Regions from separate parts of the Gossypium hirsutum genome. Here region 2 is linked to region 1. The links are chromatin contacts, called in public Hi-C maps. All regions are on one chromosome and are shown on one strand. Each heading gives the region's core, a stretch centred on a gene start, on an enhancer-like site or on the middle of the called end of the contact. The rest is flanking DNA. Distances are from core to core; before and after follow the strand shown. Region 1 has its middle 5.0 kb from the start of LOC107957354. Region 2 holds the start of LOC107957355 (phosphate transporter PHO1 homolog 3).

Evidence for each region. Hi-C and Micro-C count contacts between places; a contact is called where the count stands out from the background.
Region 2: a contact with region 1 is called in a Hi-C map of callus, with 2.5 times the contacts expected there. The contact joins the promoter of LOC107957355 here to the enhancer-like site in region 1. A contact is called at or near these places in 6 of 34 Hi-C or Micro-C datasets (callus, cotyledon and leaf).

What each region holds. Positions count from the first base shown.
Region 1 is chrA05:44,805,660-44,809,841 of Gossypium_hirsutum_v2.1, reverse strand. No RefSeq gene overlaps it. Among protein-coding and RNA genes, the nearest start is that of LOC107957354, 5.0 kb to the right of the region's middle. Within about 2 kb of position 1,706, at least 4 of the 9 cell types and tissues checked have an H3K27ac peak or open chromatin away from gene starts, as enhancers often do. A contact at or near this core is called in cotyledon and leaf, where this site is marked.
Region 2 is chrA05:45,002,137-45,006,318 of Gossypium_hirsutum_v2.1, reverse strand. LOC107957355 (phosphate transporter PHO1 homolog 3) reads right to left here and starts at 2,457. Exons shown (of 8, transcript XM_016892865.2): 1 at 1,869-2,457; 2 at 1,453-1,786; 3 at 1,124-1,374. The coding sequence starts at 2,457.

The DNA.
Region 1 (4,182 bases), core at 457-2,956:
CACTCAAAAATGAATTTAGACAAAAATTAATAGCCGTTTTTGATAATGGTTTAACTTACTTTTTTATTTTATACGTATGCAATTTAACTACTGTTGCTTATAACTTGAGTTCTGATGTATAATTGTTGAAGTAGAATTTTTTAGGTTGCAATGAAATTGAAATGGATTATGAATTTTACTAGTATTTTTCTTTTTTTGTTGTTGAGTATAAACACACGTGGTCTTATCAGTATAATTTTATTTAGACTAGGGTGGTATTTAAGTAAAATTCTTTCAATAATGTTGATTTTAAGATTTGAACTTGGTCTAATACTTGGGGAAGAAGTTCACCTTCACTTCTTCCAACTACTGCTTAATAATTTTTTATAATTTTTATTAATTTTTTAAAAGTAATTTTAGAACTATTGTTAGGAAAAATGTTATGTTAAAAGCATTGAAAAGATATTTTAATTATAGTTGAGTCATTTAATTATTAACCCTTTGATTTATAATACCACATCATCTCTTAGTATAAGTTAACAAACGAGTAATCAAAATGTAACAACTCGAAAACGTTAATGACTATTACATAATATTTGAAAGTTCATTGATTGAAATAAAATTTTAAGCAAAGCTTAGAAATTATTGGTGTAATTTACTTAAAAAAACAAAGTCAGTTGCCAAAATTTTACAAACCAGTCCACACTCTATCCTGAAGTCAAAAAATATTCTGAGATTTGGAGAGTATTATTTGTAACTTTAAATTTAATCATTCTGAACTAAGATCGATCTTGTACAACTATATAATAATAAATGTCATGAGATTAAATTATTATAGGAGAAATTAAATTCTAAAATATGGAGTAACAACACAGGAATCCTAGGTAGATAAAGGAAATAATATATAATATTTTTTTAATAAAAGATATGATACAAAATTTTAATATAAAATATATATATATATATATTTTACAAAACAACAAGTATTATTTTGAGTATGTTAGGCCTAGCATTATGAGTTTGGCAGTTAATTATCTTAACCAATAACATATTATTTTACAAAACAACAAGTATTATTTTAAGAGTATTTTTATTTTTATTTTTATATTTTATATAAAAGTTAGAAAAATAAGTATATAAGGGGTTCAAGCATGCATATTTAAACCTAAAACATTATAAGATTCACTCTCTTAGTTTTATTATTTCAACAAAAGCCATATTTAATTTTTATGTAATTTTTTTTATAATTTTGTTATATAATTGTTTTAAAGATATAAATCTGAAACAATACATGATATTTAAATTTAAAGCACTATGACATTCATTCCCTCAATTTTCCCATTACAACCAATATCATATTTGACTTTTAGGTCAACTTTTAACAAATTTGTTATACAATTATTTTAATTTGCATTGTGGGTGTATCTTAATTTGATATATACAATTTTAAAACTCGTAATCAATATTTACTTTTTTAATAGATTTACAAAATACGAAAAATTAATTATCGAATTTATTTTAACAAATAGATTGAGAAATAAACAAATATGTAAATGAGACAGATAACAATCTCTTTACATTGTTTACGAAGATAAAACAATTTAATAACTAAAAATGAAGTTTTTAGTCAACCTATTCGGATCCTTAGAGCTTTGATAACATGGGACAAGTCGGTAGTCAAAATATTACAACTGGTGCAGCGACAGCAGTCCACCACACTTGGTCTTCGAGTCTAACTTCAACCCCCTCACGCGATAACATAAATTTTATATTCATTAAATTCTAAAATATGGTGTAGTTGAATTCTTAGTCATTTGTGCATATCAAGTCATGGTCAGCTATTAAGTGCTAAATAAAGCCATCTGTTTAATTAATGCATTACGTTGAATTCTCATATAAAAACCAACTATTTATAGCTTCAATTATTTGATATCCTAATTATTTTTTAATATATTTAAAAATAAATCATGTAGATGAAGAAAATTTTTGACCCATTACAAAATACCACGCGTTAAACCAAAATTATTATGGGTCAAAGTCAAAATTATTATGGATAAAAATAATAATATCATATGTCATAATTATTTTTCTTTAATTAATTTAAATTAATTAAAATATAAATAATAAAAATTTATATTATCACTACTTAAAAATAAAATAATTATGTAATAATATTAAATAATTATTTTATATCTAATTAATTAAATTAATAATAAATAAAAGAGTTTAAGTTCTTGTAGAATAATCAAATGAAGAAGTTAAATTCTACTAGAACTCTTTTTTATTCAAATAATTGACACTATAAAAAGGGATAACCCGTTGGCATTCTACATATGCACAAGTTTAAGAAGCACAAAAGGTCTTTACAGAAATCTCTGAAGAAGTCAAAGAACTTGAAGAAATTTTGAAGAACGCCGCACTAATTCTGGAAAAAAGCCACCTCCCAATCCAGTTCAATCATGGAGAGGAAGACAAAAGTCGTTTTTGAAGAAAGTCACCTTTTGATCCAAATAAACTAAACAAAGGCAATCCAACCCCATGCAAGAGCAAGTCTGCACGACACTTGAAGTAATTCATACTCATCTAAGATAAAGTCAAACAACCCTTGAATCAAAACTCAAACCAGATATAAGAATTAGATGAGATTTTTTTTGTATTCCAAAAATTTCTAGAGGCTTCAACTTTTCATTTGAAATTATCAATAATTTTAACTCTAAATTGTCAGATCGACTTTCAACTCAGAATTTGTGTGTATAAATTTCTGTCATGCCCCGAAATATATAGGGTTTGACGAAATGACTAAATAAGAAATAGGCTTCAGACCTAATGGTTAAGTGCTAGCTTCCTTCCCTAGAGAACTTAGGTTTGAGCCCCTCCTTCCCATTTCATTTTCTTTTAATTTCGGCAAGGTAGGGTAAGTTGCCCTTGCCGCCCCTAGGGTTTACAAACCCTAGCTATTTAGTTAGTTTTTCCCATTTGGATTAGTTTGCCTCTTTTCAAATTTTAGTAAAATTCCTCTTCTTCTTCTATTTCTTTTCTTTCTTTTTTATTTTCTTTTTCTTTTCTCTCATACTTGCATCATATTTTAACCTTTGAACTATTGATTATTTTTCTTTCCCAATCAAATCAATCCCCGTTTCTTTGTTTTCTTAAACGGTTTTAAAGTGATTGTCAAATAGCATCTATTACCTTTGCCATGAATTGGTAAGTGCGTTCCTTATCAAGGATTAAATCTTGTATTTCCGTAATATTAATGTACAATGTTAATCTTTAGGTTCGATTAATCAATTTACTTGAAATCTTGCCAAATCTTTTATTAGTCTTGTGAAATTTTGATACCAACCATTAATTCATGAGTAAATGTCATTTGAAGGACCGAATCTAGGTGAATCAGATCAGAATCAAGCGTGACGAATGTCAATCGAACCCGCAGTGAAAAGTGTATTCTTTACCAAGTGAACTGATAGAAAATCGTGTGAAGTTTAGGGCCACATAGTTGCCCACATGGGTGTGTGAAGCATACAGACATGTGCCCCTGTAAATCCTAGGCTAGTTCATGTACCACACGGCCACATCCCTTCCATACAGATTGCAACACGGCCGTGTCTCTCTTGTAGGGTAACTTTAATGGTTGTCACATGGCCTCAGTTTGTTACACAACCTTGTGACCCCTGTTTTACAGTTTTTCCCAGGAATTTGTGAATTGTTCTGTTTAGTCCCTATATAGTCCCCTAACTATTTTTTTAAAGTTTTATTTCATTCAATTGAATCCCTGACGATATGTATAATTGAAATCTATGATTTGATTGACTAAATTGTTACTATAATGTGCATGATATGTGAATGATACATGTATACTGTCATTGTATTTCTGATCAATTGTATTGTTTTTTCTATCACTATAATATTGATCGTATGCACAACATGCCTACTAGTACTGTTGAACTAAATACATGTTAAGTATGTTTATTGTTTCTCTACTGATCTGTTATAAGCATGTCATATTGCATTGTATTGGGTAGGATGATATGAACAGAGGAAGAATTGGCAGTTTAATAATCTTCAAACACTGGTGGTTCATCCATAACTTACTGGCAACTTGTCTACAAATTTTTTACCTGAACATTCTAGTGGTTCATCCACAATTTTAGTATTGGCTATTTATCTACAATTACTAGTGGTTCATCTACAATGCGGTGTGTA
Region 2 (4,182 bases), core at 1,208-3,707, 200 kb before region 1:
ATTGTAAAATTATTTAAAATGCTGGGAAAAATCCATATTTTTATACTTTCTAATAATTTTTCATAATTTTAAAATATTTTTACAGTTTTAAATAATTCGTACATGTTTTTACAATTTTTCAGTCAACGCAGGTCAATGTTGACATCGTCAGTCAACAGTACGTCCGTTAAAGGATAACAGAGAAAATTTAGGTAATAAAATAGGGAAAAAAATTAAATACTAAAATGAAAAAAGGTATATAGTTTAGAGCGGAAATCGTGTGTGAAGAAAAAGAAAATGATAGTTTAGAACATCAACTTTCAACCCCTTTGTTATAAAAAATAATATTAAAAATAATTAATTATAAAATTAGGTTGGAAGAAAAAATATTTATGAAAATAGATTGTTTCGGTATAATGCAAATCGGTGTCTTCTGACACACTAATGACACCACTTAATTTTTCAGTCAATTATTAGTTTATAATGATCCTTTTTAAAAAAAAATTATTGGTATTGTTATTGTCTCATATAATACTAATATATATATTTTTTAAAATACTTATATTTTCGTGTACATATACCATAAAATATATATATATATTTTTGTAAATGAGTGTTTAAAAAATATCTCACTTATTTTTGAGACTGTCAATTACTTCTCTTTTGAGATTATACACTATCATTTACATACATGGTGATTTTTGACATACACTTTTTTTCAATTTAACAGGACAAGAGATAAGTGGGGGGATAACACTCCCTTTCCTGCTTTAAAAGACTTGCTAAGATCTATTAGTGAGAAGTTTCTTTTTTATCTTTAGCTGTTTGTTTTCGTAGTAGACTTCTTTTTTCTTTTTCTTTTTTTACTTCAAAAGGTGTTTTCTAATAAATTTTTATTTAATTTTTTTCGTGAAAAAACAAATATTTTAAAAGATATATTTTTATGCTGTCTACGTAGTAGCGGCATTAATAAAAAAAATTGTAATGATTTACTGAAAAATTGAAAGGTGCTGTGCTGCAAGTGTGTTATGCAACACAAAATTTTTGTAAATAATTTTCTCCCATCCCATTTTTATAATTAATTAATTTTTTATATTATTTTTATTAAGAAAAAAGCCACTTTCAACAACAACAGAAATCTTACCAGTTGAAAAAGTTACCCTATGCCTGTCTCTTTTGGCTTTGGGTCTTAAGATATTCATCCCTTTAGTACGATTGGCATTGGAAAAATGCTTGATGAATGTAGCTTCAACTCTCTCCATCAGCTTTGTAATATCATCAGAGCTACCAAGGTTGGAGTTATCCACCATTTTCATGTAAGATCTCGATGCACTTCTCGATGTGATCTTATCATACTTCTTCATGATTTTGGAGAATGCCAAGGTATTCAAAAAGCTGTTGAGTTCCAGGAAAAACAAAAACTGAGTAATAAGACCTAACGATGAAATAAATTAAGCCTGGCCAGTTATGTACCTGTAACTTTTAAGCAGGCGAAGCTTTTGGTAAAATTCAACGAAAGCCCGCTTGAGTTGATCTTCAACTTTTCTTAGATTTTCCCTACTGAAACTCATCTCCGCCTGTTTTGGAACCTGCAGAACACCTTTAATGGTGGAACGAGGAGTTTCGAGAGTGTTGTTCATCTTCACCCGATCTAGTACTTCTAGCGGTGCGGGCTTCACCCCCTTGATTTTGGGTTTCGGCGGTTTTGGCTCCTGAACTGGAGTTTCCATCTCTTTCTCATCATCTTTATCATCTTCAGTTTGTCCATGGATGCTTTCTTCAATGGCTTCCAAGTGAGCAGCTCTTTCTGCACATCAAACAGGTTGAAGTTCAATTAATTATTTTTACGATAATTCTCGATATAAATATAATTGTAAGTTGCAACTTACTGCTCTTTGATCTACCCCCAGATGGAGTAGTAGGAACCGACAGTGATGCAGTGGAAACAGCAATGTCGGAAGCAAGACGAGTCATCTCGACGGACCTATCGAAATTCACCGGGGGATTCTCAACTTTGATCCTAAAAGCAATCAAAGCATCCATTTGTTTGTTCAAAACATTTGCTTCTTTCATCACTTCCTCCACCTTATCCTTATAAAATTTGTTCACTTTGTTCAGCTCATCATCAAGCCTTCTAAAGTAAACCAGCTCATACTCTCCCCCCTCATCCGACGACATAAGGAACGTGGTTTCGTAACTTTCAGAACCGTTCCGTTCGACGGAGTTTACCAGAATGGGTTGGCTTTCGATATCGGGTGATGCAGAAGAAGGGCTGGTGGGGTTGTGGTGGTTCTTCTGCGTTAGCCCACTGAAAGCTCTATAAAGTGTAAGTTTTCGTTTTAAACCAGTAGACGGTGGCTTCGTCCTATGCTTGAAACGTTGGATTTCTTTTAAAAGAGTCTTCAAGTATTCATAATCCATGTACGCATTTTGCCATTCCGGCACCATCTGCGACGCGAATTCCTTCCCGAACTTCATCTTCCCCTTGTCAATACAGATAAAACACTGTAATGCTAACAGCTTTTGTAAGCCTCTTAAAAACCCCCAGAGCAAGTTGAGTTAAGAATTAAAGGGCCAATTTGATGAGGGGAGCAGGGTCCATTAGGTGTAAAGCTTAAATAATATGGTAATTGTGGGAAGGGAAACGAAAGGGATGGGTCGAAAATATCCAATATATTGGAGGAAAAGGTGTGAATACCTTTTACCCATGCATGTTTTTGAGTGGTAGTGTGAGCCATAGTAATACTTATAAAAGCAACAAAGCTGTCAGATATCAGAAGAATGCAAGTCCGACGCGGAAGTTGAAATAAAAACACCACTTGCAAGAAGCCACGCCAAACATAGAATACTCTAAAATCACATATTTGTATGTATTAGTTATATATTTATTTTGAGTACTATCCTACTAGTTTAAGCTATTTATAGTTTTATTTTTTAGAGACTAAATTAGAGGTAAAAAGAAATTTAAGTGAAAAAATCACGAATTTAAAGATAAAATGGGCCAACATGCAACATAAGGAAAAAGGTGGTGCAAAAAATGCAAGCATGGACAACATAAGAGCTAAAGTGCAAAAGAAGAAATTTTATCACAAGACTCTATTTTAATTCCAATTATATTAGGATAATTATTAAGGATTATTAGTTAGATTTTTAGAATTTATTTTTATTTATCTTTATTTATATTTAATTATTTGTATTTATTTTTTAGAATTTAAGTAGGACTAGACTATCTTTTCTAAATAGGGGATGGAGTAACACAAGTTTCACATCCTTTTTTTTCTGTAAATACTCTCTCCCCATCAAGTTTAGTCTCTTTTTTTCCCAAAAAAATTACGAGCCACTAAATCTATTTAGCCGAATATTGTCAAAATTCCCCAAAAAAGGTTCTTGAGGCTTAGAACCCGTACTTAGCCTTCTCAACGAATATTCATCGCTACTCCGTATTACGGGGATGACGTTTCCATCCATATCCCTTAAAAGATGATCTTTTCAACATGTGCAAAGGTGGCCGCTTTGTATATTTTGAGAAGGTTGTATAGTTGGTTCGTTAGCTTAATGTGTCGAAGGTTTGCAAGCCCAAGAGACAAAATGGCGTAGGATTTGTCATTGAGAAGTGATGATTTAACATAAGATAATCCCACAGAAGCGATTGTTGGCTAGAGTCAAGTTTTGCTAAAATTGTAAGTCTAAATTCTTGGAGTTGGTGGTCGTAGGCGTCCTCTTCCAATATAACTGGCTTATTCTATTTCAGAATGATCACCTAAAAGCTGAAGATTGAATCCAAGGCAGATCGAGACAACTGGTGGCTAGAATCTCTTTATAAGAACACAATTTCCTCAACTTTATTTATTTCTATTATTTTTAATTTTCGAAAACTCAATCAAAACTTTTAATTCTATTTTTTTATTTCTTTTTCAGATACGCAAGTTTTCTTAAGTACGATTCTGATCAAGATTCCGAAAAACAATCAATACTTATAAAAGCAACAAAGCTTTCGATATCAGAAGAATGAAAGTGGGATGCGGCAGTTGAAATAAAAACACCACTTGCAAGAAGCCACACCAAGCATTGGTCATTGACACTTTCCCTTGGTATAATTTTCTTAACATTAGTTTTAATGTAAAGCAGTTTGGCGGTGAATTTGTCGAGGAAGTAGGAGTGCGATCGTTGTCCCCTTGTGAGACAATGCTAAGACATTCATCA